3 separate regions of the Gossypium hirsutum genome follow, and regions 2 and 3 are each linked to region 1. Evidence: chromatin contacts called from public Hi-C data. All regions are on one chromosome and are shown on one strand. The core of a region is the stretch at or near the end of the contact, and the rest is flanking DNA. Distances in the headings are between cores, read along the strand shown.

What was found. A called contact is a pair of places that touch in the nucleus more often than the background predicts.
Region 2: a Hi-C map of leaf shows a contact between it and region 1, with 1.7 times the contacts expected there. The contact joins the promoter of LOC107903845 here to the promoter of LOC107903847 in region 1. A contact is called at or near these places in 2 of 34 Hi-C or Micro-C datasets (hypocotyl and leaf).
Region 3: a contact with region 1 is called in a Hi-C map of leaf, with 1.5 times the contacts expected there. The contact joins the promoter of LOC107903843 here to the promoter of LOC107903847 in region 1. A contact is called at or near these places in 2 of 34 Hi-C or Micro-C datasets (both in leaf).

What each region holds. Positions count from the first base shown.
Region 1 is chrD05:39,785,686-39,789,890 of Gossypium_hirsutum_v2.1, forward strand. LOC107903847 reads right to left here and starts at 2,173. Exons shown (of 7, transcript XM_016830015.2): 1 at 1,668-2,173; 2 at 1,475-1,561; 3 at 1,075-1,320. The coding sequence starts at 1,955.
Region 2 is chrD05:39,965,697-39,969,606 of Gossypium_hirsutum_v2.1, forward strand. LOC107903845 reads right to left here and starts at 2,541. Exons shown (of 5, transcript XM_041092869.1): 1 at 2,263-2,541.
Region 3 is chrD05:40,000,303-40,004,355 of Gossypium_hirsutum_v2.1, forward strand. LOC107903843 (cysteine-rich receptor-like protein kinase 2) reads left to right here and starts at 2,337. Exons shown (of 8, transcript XM_016830011.2): 1 at 2,337-2,650.

The DNA of each region.
Region 1 (4,205 bases), core at 923-3,422:
TTTTTAAAGTTTTTCCCTATATTTTTAAAAATTATGTTATAATATTAATGTTTAAATATGTGGGGATATAAGGTTTTTAAAGTAAACCTAGGATGTTAAAGAGGAAAAAGTTAACAAAAATCAGTTTTTACAATTCCATACATTACATCAAAGAGTAAGAGAATTATATCGATTTGATCATAATTTTTTCAATCTAGAAAAGAGTTTTGCTAGTTTAAACCATCCTATTCTAGGCAGGGACCCCTTAACTTACAATGCGATTATTATATATAAAAGGACCCTTTGTGTAACAAAGAAATTAGGCGTAATCAAGATAGGAGCATAAAATTATATTATAGGAGCTTTAATAAATAGATTATGCAAAGTCCCGAAATACTTTTTAGGTTGTGCAAGTTGAAGAGAATGATGACTTTGAATTGGGGTTTATTTTTTGTCCCATAATCTAATCTTCTACTACTAGGATATTTCATATTTGTGTTTTTATTTGATACAAATGTTCTTAAAAAAAAAGTTTATATGCTTTAAAGAAAGAAAAATGAGTTTACATTTATATATAAAGACACATCATTTATAAGTATATAACTATAATATGTCTTTATACGGTATCAATAAATTAAATATAAAATTGTAAAAAGAATATACTCTGTGAGTTAATTATGTGATGCAAGCACTCAAAGATTTTAATTATCTAAATTTATTTTAAAGGATTTTTACTAAAAATCTGTTAGCCTACCCCAAAGAAATGTATGTACAAAATACAAGGTTGTCTATGTTGGCATAAGAGACTGAAGTCTTTGGTAATAAAAATAAATAAGTAGGGCCGTTTTACAATCCACTTTTGACTACTTTCTTGATATTGGTTCCTTTCGATTTTGAACGCTATTCCAATTGCTTTTTCATTTTTTTCACCTACTTCTGTGGGACAAAAAGTTCATATTTTTCTAACAAAATAAAAACAGTACCTTATGAATAATTGTTTTTTTTAAGAAAAAATGGAAACATTGCTTAGATAAAATTTGATATTTTTTTAGGCATGGCAGTTTTTGTTAAAAGTGTAATTTTGAAGACACCTACCTCATGGCCGTTGCTGGTTGAATCTCTTCTAACACGTCGTCTTGGTTTCCTTCCAAATCTTCTTACAGAACTAGCCCTTAACAAGTCTTGTTCCGTCGTTCTCCTGATGGGAATTGTTCCTTCCGGACATGTTTCACCTGACATTCTCCATAGCTGAACATGTTCTTCTCCTTCTTCTTCTTCTTCTACTTCCGCCGTCATCATCACCCCATCTCTTTCATAAACCCTAGGTCCCTCCGGTGGATCCTGCACATATTTCAACAATAGAAAAAAAAAACTGTTCAATTAGTATTTGTGGACCAATGGATGTTTTCCCTTTAATTACAATAAATAACGACGATAAACACTGTAACATAACCATGTACTGTAATATCGTGCAACTAAAATATTATTTAATTACCAATGGTCGTTGTCCTTTGAGTTGAGGAAGATCGAAGGCAGGCTGATGATGCGACAAAACACAATCTATAGTGTCACCATCAGGACTCTGCAACACCAAAACCATAAACAAAAACATGTTGGAGATCTTGGAAACCAATGTCTGATAAAAGATAAAAAGAAAAAACCTCAAGGCAAAAACTAGATTAAATTGCCTGAATTGTCTTTACTGCTGGCTTGTTGATCTTGTTGAGACGTTGTCTTATGAATTTCAACTTTTGTAGCTCTTTATCCGGTCGGAAAGTTCGATTTCTCGCATGGAGATTATGGGGTTCCGATGAGTAAACGGGAGAAATTGAAGAAGAACAAACAAGAAGAAAAATTACAAAAGCATGAATGATTGGTGAGGTTTTACGAGAGCAAGAAGCCATGCTTGAACATGGGTTGAGTCGTCTTATTCTGTGATCAAAATGGGGACATCTGATCCGACATAAGATCAACATTGTAAGAAAAGCTTTCTCGAGTGCTTCTATCCTTCACACCATTTTTCGAAGGTCTCGAAAACATCCAAGAATGGCAGAAAATAATAAATAAAACAATTCCCACTTCTTGTTATTCTCTTACAGATATTCTAATGTCTTGGTGCTGATGTCCCGACAGCTTGGCTTATTAAAAAAGAAAGCAGAGAAATGGGGTTTTCTCAAAGTTCTGCTAATGTGGGTGTGGTGATATAAATAGTGAGGGTGAGTTTAGCAAAGCTGGCAGAAAATCGAGAAGATAAAGTTTAGAAATGTATGTTTTAATGAAGAATAATAAAGTCACTTTGTGTGAAACAACATTTTTAAACTTCAAAGATTCCATTTTCTTATTTTGCTTTTGAAATTATGATTTCAACTACAAAAGTTGTTTTTATCGCGGTGTTTTTTTTTTTTTGGTATTTTGGTTACGCAATACTAACAAGCAACCATAACTATACAAATAAATCAAAATTTAAATTATTTTATATAAATAAAAAAACAATCTAAATATTTTTATATGATTACACGAGTTATCTAAAACTTTAGTTATTATTATTTCCATATCTGTGTTAAATTTATAGAGAAATATAGGTAGTGGTCTGTGTTATTCTTTTACTGTAGTTTGTATGCATAGGAATAAATGTGAAATACAGTTGATTCTGGGTTTTCAAAGTTCTTTCTCACTTCCCAATATGTTCTTTGTGTCAGCTATATACTTTGTAACCATCAAGCTAAAAGTCTGCCCACTTTGAATTTCCTTTCATTATTTAAAGTTTAGCAAAACTTGGGAGTTATGGGGGACTAGATTTGTTAATTTGTATATTTTTTTTACATTTGTGTATGCTTTGTATTATAATTGCGATTAAAATCTTTTGTATTTTGATCGTACAATCGTATCTTGTTGGGGGTAGGAGTGAGTACATTTCCTGTCTGGTGGCGCATGCAGACACATCCATGCAAATGCATTATTGCAGTCTCCATCAATTACATTTCATTACAGTTCTCCACTCACTCATGCATGTCTTTGTAGTGCTTATATTTTGGGGCTCAACTTTGATTTCTTTTGTCTATTGTGCTAATTGGTGGCCATGGGGTTGGTGTATTTTTCTCCTAGGTTGTCTTGTAACTTGGGTTGGACTTGTTTTAGGTCGATTTGAGTAGCTTGAATCAGCGAGAGGTATATTATAGGCAAACTCACCTCTATTACAAGATTTGATATTATTTTTACATATAAATACTTTATTCATTTATTATTGGATAAATGTTCAAAATAGGATTCAACCTTTTGCACGGCTCACGCGAAAGTTTTTTATTCACTTCAACCTAATTTGTAAAAAATTATGTAAAGATTGACGTATTTAGAATAAAACAAAACACTTGAATCAGATATAACTTGAAAAGAACATAATTTAAAATTTAATATACGATATTTAAGAAGTTTTTATTTCAACACTTTCGCGAAAAGATTTAACCCTTATTTGATTATTTTGAAAGATTTTATCTTCATTTAAACATATTTATATAACCATTACCCTTAATTATCCAAAGGGTTATTTTTCCGCATATTCCAAATCTTCCATGTATCAATTTGTTTCGTAAAAAGCTCAACTTTGGTGTTTTGTGGGGTTTGAAAGAAGGCAGTGATAGTGATGGTGTCTCCAAATCTAAGCCACAGCGATGAAAGGGGGTTTAGTCAAATGGAACTCAGCTTTTAGGTTGGACCCATCTGCCTACATGCACTTATCATCATCATTATTCAACATGATGTTTTCGATGGACCTACAAAACCACCGATTAAAGGGGCAATTTCAGATCAATATGAAAGGTACCATCTACTCCTTTAACATAATTATGTAAAATCGACGATTCAATTTAAAAACCTTAAAAGTTAATAAGTAATTTTCAAAAGATAATATTAAATATAATAAATAAGTAGATAATTATTTATTAATTTTATTTTAAAAATATATTTAAAATACAATTATTTATGTTTAACTTTTATCTAAAACTATAAGAAATATAAATAAACTTAAAAGGTAAGAAATAAATTAATTTCAAAAAATATATTTACTTTTATCAAATAATATAATTTCTCTCACAGCTTAATTTTTATTAATATTTCAAACAACTTTCTAATACAATTTTGCACTTGCAAAATTTAATAATAAAAATACAACACTGATGACTTGTTTGGTTACGCAAGTAATAAAATGAGACAAAAACTTATTTATTACA
Region 2 (3,910 bases), core at 1,291-3,790, 180 kb after region 1:
TATTTATAAGTATAAATAAGTTATGTAAGTTATGATATGATATATATAAGTTATTGAGTTATGTAAGTTATGTGAGTTATGTAAGTTATGATATGATACATATAAGTTATGTAAGTTATGTAAGTTATGTGAGTAATGAATTTGAAATATAGGTTACATATCCATACTAATATATGTTATATATTAAAAATATAGGTTTTAATAATTAAAATATAATATTTATAATTATGTATAAAATTTAAAAAGTTATTAGTAATGAATTTGAAATATAGGTAATATATCCATACTAATATAGGTTATATATTAAAAATATAGGTTTTAATATTTAAAATATAATATTTATAATTATGTATAAAATTGAAAATTTTATTAGTAATGAATTTGAAATATAGGTAATATATTCATACTAATATAGGTTATATATTAAAAATATAGGTTTTAATATTTAAAATATAAAATAAATAATTATGTTTAAAATTTAAAAAGTTATTAGTAATGAATTTGAAATATAGGTTATATATCCATACTAATATACGTTATATATTAAAAATATAGGTTTTAATATTTAAAATATAATATTTTTAATTATTTTTAAAATTTAAAAAGTTATTAGTAATGAATTTGAAATATAGGTTATATATCCATACTTAATATAGGTTATATATTAAAAATATAGGTTTTAATATTTAAAATATAATATATGTAATTATTTTTAAAATTGCATAGGAATAGTTAAAACTAGAATCTCTTTCCTGGTATTCCACTTGTTCAAATAATTCTCAAATTACTCATACGCTTTAGATCCAACTTTTCTAGTTACAACTTTCCTAGTCTGTAAATATTTTGCAACCCATGGAGTGAAATGGTAAAAAATTTGATATCTCCTAACTAAGGTTTTAGATTTGAGTTTATCATTTTAAACGAAAAAACAATGCATGAACAGCTTGCCTCTTGAACAGTATCTGATCTAATTCGACTTTAGATTTAATGCAATCCTTATTGTTAAAAGATTAAAATGTAGTCTTAAATTATACACATAAAGTTCATAAATAGTTTTCAAGTAAATTTAAGGTTAAATGCTGAAATTAAATCCAACTTTTTAGGGATTGTTTATGTGAGGGTCAAACCTTTGAAATTGATCATATAAGGATCTAATATTTACAAGAGTGTGCAAATAGGATTTTTCACGTGCTTCAGCCAGTTTAAGTAGAAATTTGTTTGTTAGATAAACAAAAAAATTTATGAAAAGCCAAGCAAAATGTAAAAAAGCATTACTTATTTAAACAAAACAGAGTCCTATAATACATGAAAGTCAGATACCAAGGTATACATACATAATACATAAATACATACTTTGATGTTTCCGAAAACCTAAGGTCACTAGTCATCTGTTTCAGTAGCATGCTTCAAAGTTTACCCACATTATACTTACACAGGATTGAATTCAATTTGTTAAGCCAAGTTTCAGTATTGAATACTAAATTGATCAATAAAAATTTCAAGTAGTATCTAAACAGCCAAATATCTACCAAGCACAGAATAATTTCTTTCCTGGGAGCAGCACACAATCTTACATCAATCAACTCATAATCTAACCCATTTACTAAGAACTAGTTTACCATACCAAAATTAAACCAGACCCAAAACATGAAGAACTTAGCATAACAAAAAATACCAAACTTCATAATTCACTGATACGTATACATATGAGCAATTAAAATTCTGCTTACCTGATTGAAAAACAAACGTATCATGCTTTAGAAAAGCAAAATAAGTTTATTAATAAAGTAGTGTTGTCAAAACAAAACTAATAAAAACAAATACAACAAGCACCCTTACAGACCCAAAATTAAGATAAAATTTTAGCATCAAATTCATCTCAGTACACTAGCAGACAACATAACAAGACAACCAAATTGCTAAATTACAACAGCAATTCCTAATAAGCCAACGTAACAAGCCATTTTTTTAAACTAACAGTACAGTGTGAATCAAAAAGGGATTCAAACTAAAACCCTAATCCAACTCCAAAACTTGAATTAAGGGAAAAGAAAACAGTAACTTGAGGAAGATGAAGAGAAATGAAAGCACTTCGGAACGGATTCCACGAGTAAAAGGGTGAAATGAGAATGTTTGTAGGGATCAAAAACCCTAAAATCAAAGACGATTTGACTACATTTCAAGGTCAACAACAAAATATAAACAAAAAAATCACAAAAACATGAAAAACCCAAAGTTGAAACATGCAAAAAAAAAAAGAACCTGATTGAAGCTTGACCAAAAAACAGAATGGGAATGTTCTTTTCCTTCTTCGTCTTCTCTGTCTTCGTATGAATGTTGACAAGAAACCGAAACAAATCTTTTCTTTTTAAGTAAATAAACCAAATGAAGAATCGAAGAAACAAAAATCGAAGAACCGAAACAAGTCGTCTCTGTGAATGACTGATTAGGGATTCGGAAGGGGAATTAGGGGTTGGGAGCGGGAATGTGGAAGAAAACTGATTTGTGGAAGAAAACGAGGCCGTTTAGTATTGCAACATTTGCAGCGCTTAAAAAAACGCTACTAATTTTATAACTTTTGCGACGTTTCAGCAAAAACGTCATTAATAAATTAAATTCCTGCACTGAAACGGTGTCGTTTTGTTTAATTTTTAATACATATTCACGGCATTTTTAGTCCAAACGCCGCTATTGCTTATATTTTACGGTGTTTTTCAGAGAAACGCCGCTAATGATTGACTTTTTAAATATATATATGTCTAAAATAATATTATTTAAAAAATTTCAAATTTTTAATAGTTTTATAAAATTAAAATTTGATACATTAATATGACATTATTTTTAATTGTTAAAATTTTATAAATTTTATAAATCTTAGAGAGTGTATAATTTAAGTATTTTAAATATTCAAATTTATAAATTACTGATATTATTCAAATAATGTATTATAATTTTAAAATTATATTCTATTTTTAAGTGAAAAAACAAAAGTAAATAACACAATTATCAAATGTCATCATAATATATATGCTACGAGTCAATAAATTAAGCAATCATGTCACTTAGAACCTAAAATCTTGTATATATATATTATAACATAAAAAGAAGTAAAAAACAAATTTTTTTTTTGAATTTGGTATCACAAAAGTAATTAAATCCTAAAACCATAAAACCTTAAATCCTAAATCCTAAAACCCATAAACCCTAAACCATAAACACTATACATTAAACCATAAACACCAAACCCTAAAATCTTAAACTTCTAAGTCTTATGAGTCGTAAACACTAACCTCTTAACACCAAATCATAAACCCTAAACTTTAAACCCTAAATCCTAAACATATACCATAAACCCTAAACTCAAAACTTTAATACCAAAATAATAAACATTATATCATGAACCTTAAAACCCTAAACCATATACAATAAACCTTAAATACTAATCCCTAAACCCTAAAATAAATTTATTTTTTACGGCATTTTTATCAAAAACGCCGTTAATTCCACTAAAGCTCAACAACAAACGACGTCGTTTTCTCAAATTTTTTGCGATGTTTCTAAAAACATGCCGCTAATGCTTGATCTATTGCGGAGTTTGTTGAAAAAGCGCCGCTAATGCCACTAATGCTCAACAAAAAACGAAGTCGTTTTGCTCAAATTTTTTGCGGTATTTTACAAAAAACGCCGCTAATTCTTTATCTATAGCGGCGTTTCTCAGAAAGCACCGCTAAAACTCAATCTATTGCGGCGTTTCTCAGTTAGCGCCGCTAATGCTCGATCTATTGTGGCGTTCTTTAAAAGGCGCCACTAAAGCCAATAAAGCTCAACAAAAAACAAAGTCGTTTTGCTCAACTTTTTTGCGGCGTTTTACATAAAGCGCCGCTAATTCTTGATCTATAGCGGCGTTTCT
Region 3 (4,053 bases), core at 1,087-3,586, 210 kb after region 1:
GTCAGATTGGAGATATCACTAGTTACATAATGAGTAGCTCCAGAATCTGGATACTAGACTTGTCCAGCACAAGCACCAGGACCTGCAACAACAATGTTACATTCTGATTTTGAAGGAAATATTGTTTGAACCTGAGGCGAGGCACAACACTGATAATATGTCGGTTGAGAATGAAGGCATCCTCCACAAGACTGAGACACTTGCCTATCACCATGAAACTGATGACAGTTAGCATCTATTTGGAAAACTAACCCTGCATCTCCTAAAAAGTCTCATCAAAATGATAGTAGCACTTTTGCACCACATGACCAATATGTCTATAGAGTTGACATTGAGGACGATTATTAGAAAACCGTTCTCTTGATCCTTGTCCTCGAAAGAAACCTTTTGTACCTCTTAATTTGCCACCTCTATTAAAAACAGAACTAGAATCTTTAAACTGATCAAAACCACCTTCCCTCTTTTGAACTACATTGGCTTGCATAAGAAGGTTAGCTACAAAATCAAGTTGCCTGGACTCACAATTTACCAGCAACTCATCAAGGAAATCAAGTGAAACACTAGTAGTAGAAGCAACTGCTCAAACTAACTCATATTCTACTAGAATACCAACAAGAATAATACTGACTTGTTCTTGATCAGAACACCATTACCAACTGCAGCCAACACATCACACATCTACTTTATCTTAGACATGTAATCTTTAATAGACAATTGCTCATTCTTTTAAAAGTATAGCATATGTTTTAAGCTAAATAGCTTAAAACTGGATCTAGTTGCAAACCTTCTCTCCACTGTTAGCCAAATATCCATACTCGTAGTAGCTTTTATTAGATGCACAAGAATATCATCACATATAGCAGATAGTAACCATGAAGCCAAGAGTTTATCTTGTTGTTTATGAAGCAAGAACTCTAGATTGTCCATAAGAACACCATCTGGACCTATTGTATACTGAGAAATATCAAAAGAAGGACCCAACACATACCTTTTCTACCCATAACCTTCAATAATGAGCATAATCTAATGTTTCTATAAGAGAAAATTCTTCTCATTAAGCTTAACAGTATCATGCTTGGGGAACTGTTGAATCCGATTGTTTAATCCACTTAAACTAGCCATACTTGGTGACACAAGGAACCTTTCTTGCATTCATGCATCTATAGATGAATGACCATTCCCAAACACTACCTCTGGAACAATGAATGCCTGACCTTCAAAGCTACGAAAACCAAAAAATAAACTGGCACTGATACCATGAACAGATTAACAATAATACCATAAACAAAAATTGAAGAAGAAATCAGTTTACTCACTTTATTAATTGAGTAAATCTTCAACAATACAAGGCTTCCATCCTCATATTTATACAATGAAATGAACTGAGCTAACAACTAACCTTAACCAACTTTAATTGCTAACAACTTCTTTAACTAACAACTAACTTCAACTGACTTAACTTTCCTTAATACAAAATAATCAATCCTTAAGATTGGTTTAAAGACTTCAGCCAAAGGACAATCAATTTCCATCATAGTGTGAGAATTGCGTACAAGTTGTTTGCTCCAAACCTATAATAGTGTTGGTTACTCAACTTCAAAAAATTACAAAATGGTCATCGAACTATTCGATAGTTTTGATTTAAGTAATTTGATTATTAAAATCATTGTTCTATGGCCTTTTCTTTTCACACCGCCTGTACCAATTAAAAGCTCTCTTTCTCATTCTCTTTTACAGTACAGTTTTCTTCTCCTATCTCTGATATGACCGTCCGATTGACTTGGATCTAAAGTATATCCTTCTACTTGTTGATGGGTACTGACCCACTGTATTGATTGTTGAATTGTCGCTTGAAGTTGTCTAGTTTGACTCTTTTTTTTTAAATCTTGATAGCTCAGTGATTTAAATGAATATTTTCAAACAGTTCAGTGATTATTTTATAACTTTTTAAAGTTTAGTGACTAAAACGTAAACTTACTAATAATTTAGTAACCTTGGATATAGTTTACTCCTCAAAAAATTTAAGCATTTACTCATTTTGTGTGTGTTCTTTTAATTGTTTTGAACGTTTCAAACGGATTAGTGAAGTTGGGAAGTAAATTCCTCCCCGAAACAACCTAATTTATCATGTTAAAGTCTAAGCCTGTAAAAATTGAAAACATAAAATCACATGCTTTATAGTTAATGTTTAATAAAATATTTGGATTCAATCAGGATAAATAAAATGACACTAGATTAACCTACGATTAAGGTTTTTTTTTTTTTAATTTGATTGATAGTGATGTGCTTAGAGTCCAAGGGTAGGTAATAAATTGAAACACTGGGTACCGCGTTCCGATTTATTTTTCATTTTTTAATTGTTTAATTGCTGAGATTCTTTGTTTCAACGACTTCGTTCATCCTTCCTATTAACAAAGGAAGTGGCGCAGCCTTCCTTTGAAACTTTTACACAGATTTCCATTTCCATTCCTTACTTTGACTGTCTCTCCCCTTCTATCTTCTTCAATATTTATTCAGTCCATCTCTTTGTATTGCATTTTTTCCTTTAAACCTGTTGCTTTTCTCTGTAATTCTTTTTCCGAAAGGGTTTTGTTCTTCGTTTCTGCAACTCAAATCGGTCGTCTTCCGATTCCATGGCAGATAAACTAAGGTATCAATAAGATCCTTTGTTTTTTTTTCTTTTTCCTTTTACTTTCAACTCTGTTTAGTTTCTGGGTCTTAATTGATTTTGGAAGATAACAAGAAAAGAGAAGTGTAGTGATAAATTGAAGTTTCTTCAGATTTTCCTCAGATTTTCCCTCTTTTTTGTTTTGTGTGATTAAAGGGGCGAAAGCAAAAAAAAATTGAAAGATCAAAATATAATTTTACTATTCTATTAACTTAATACTTTTTCAATTTTAAGGGACTAAATCTGGAAGTTTACCAATTTTTGGGATAAAGGATCCTGCATCTATAATTGAGCCTTATAGCTTTCATAAATTTTGTTGATTGATGCTTTAAAATTTAAAGGTTTACATATAAAACTAAAATTAAGTTGATAAGTTTTTATTTGCTTAATTTCATCAATGAAATCTTTTAGTAATCTAACGATTTTCGACAGTTGATTCGAGCCTGCTGATCCAAACTCATTTTATCCAATTACTGAACCGATTGAACTCTAGATACACTTCAATGTAAACCTGCAATTAATACTGAAAATAATAATTTTATTTAAAAAAACTTTAATTTCGATTTTATTTTAATATTTCAATTATAATTTACTATATCTACGCATTAAATTGTTTCGATATTTTATTAAAATTAATTGTTTCGCTTCAATAATAATCGGATTCCATTCATATTGTTGAACTGTTAGATATATATATATATATATATATAATAGTCGTTCCTTTAATAATTTCCCAATATTAATTTCTTTAGAATAATTAATTAATTTCTCAATACATGTTCAAATGTGAAACCCTGAAAGTTCCTGTATTGTTGTTTACAACTGGGTTTGAACGCCAATTCAGGACATTGCCATTTTTGACTTTCGGTGATGTAGAACCTTTTATAAATGTTGACACGTTTTCAATCATAATCGCTTTCTTTTCTCATTTTCTACCCTCTTCCATGACTATCATCTCATATTTTTCTAGAAAATTTTAAAATAATTTCTCTTAGACGTCGGGTTATTTGCTAATGTTTAAATGTTGTCCAAAATTTAAGAGAGTTTGGATAAAGATATTAGACCTAAAAAATAAGTTTAGGTAAAAAATTAATCCCGATTAAAATATAAAATAAGTTTTGGCTTTAACATTTAAGATCCAAGTCCAACTTGACTCATTTTAAAGTTTATAATATTTTATATTATGTTATTTTTATATATTATGTAATTTATAACATATTAAAAATATTAATCTACACTAAATATATAATATTACTCTAATGTAAACATTAAAATAATGTTACAATGATTATATAAAAATTTCAATAAATATAAAATACAAAATTATTAAATATAAAAATAGTACAATATAAATATTTTTAAAAAAATTAAAAATAATATGAGTG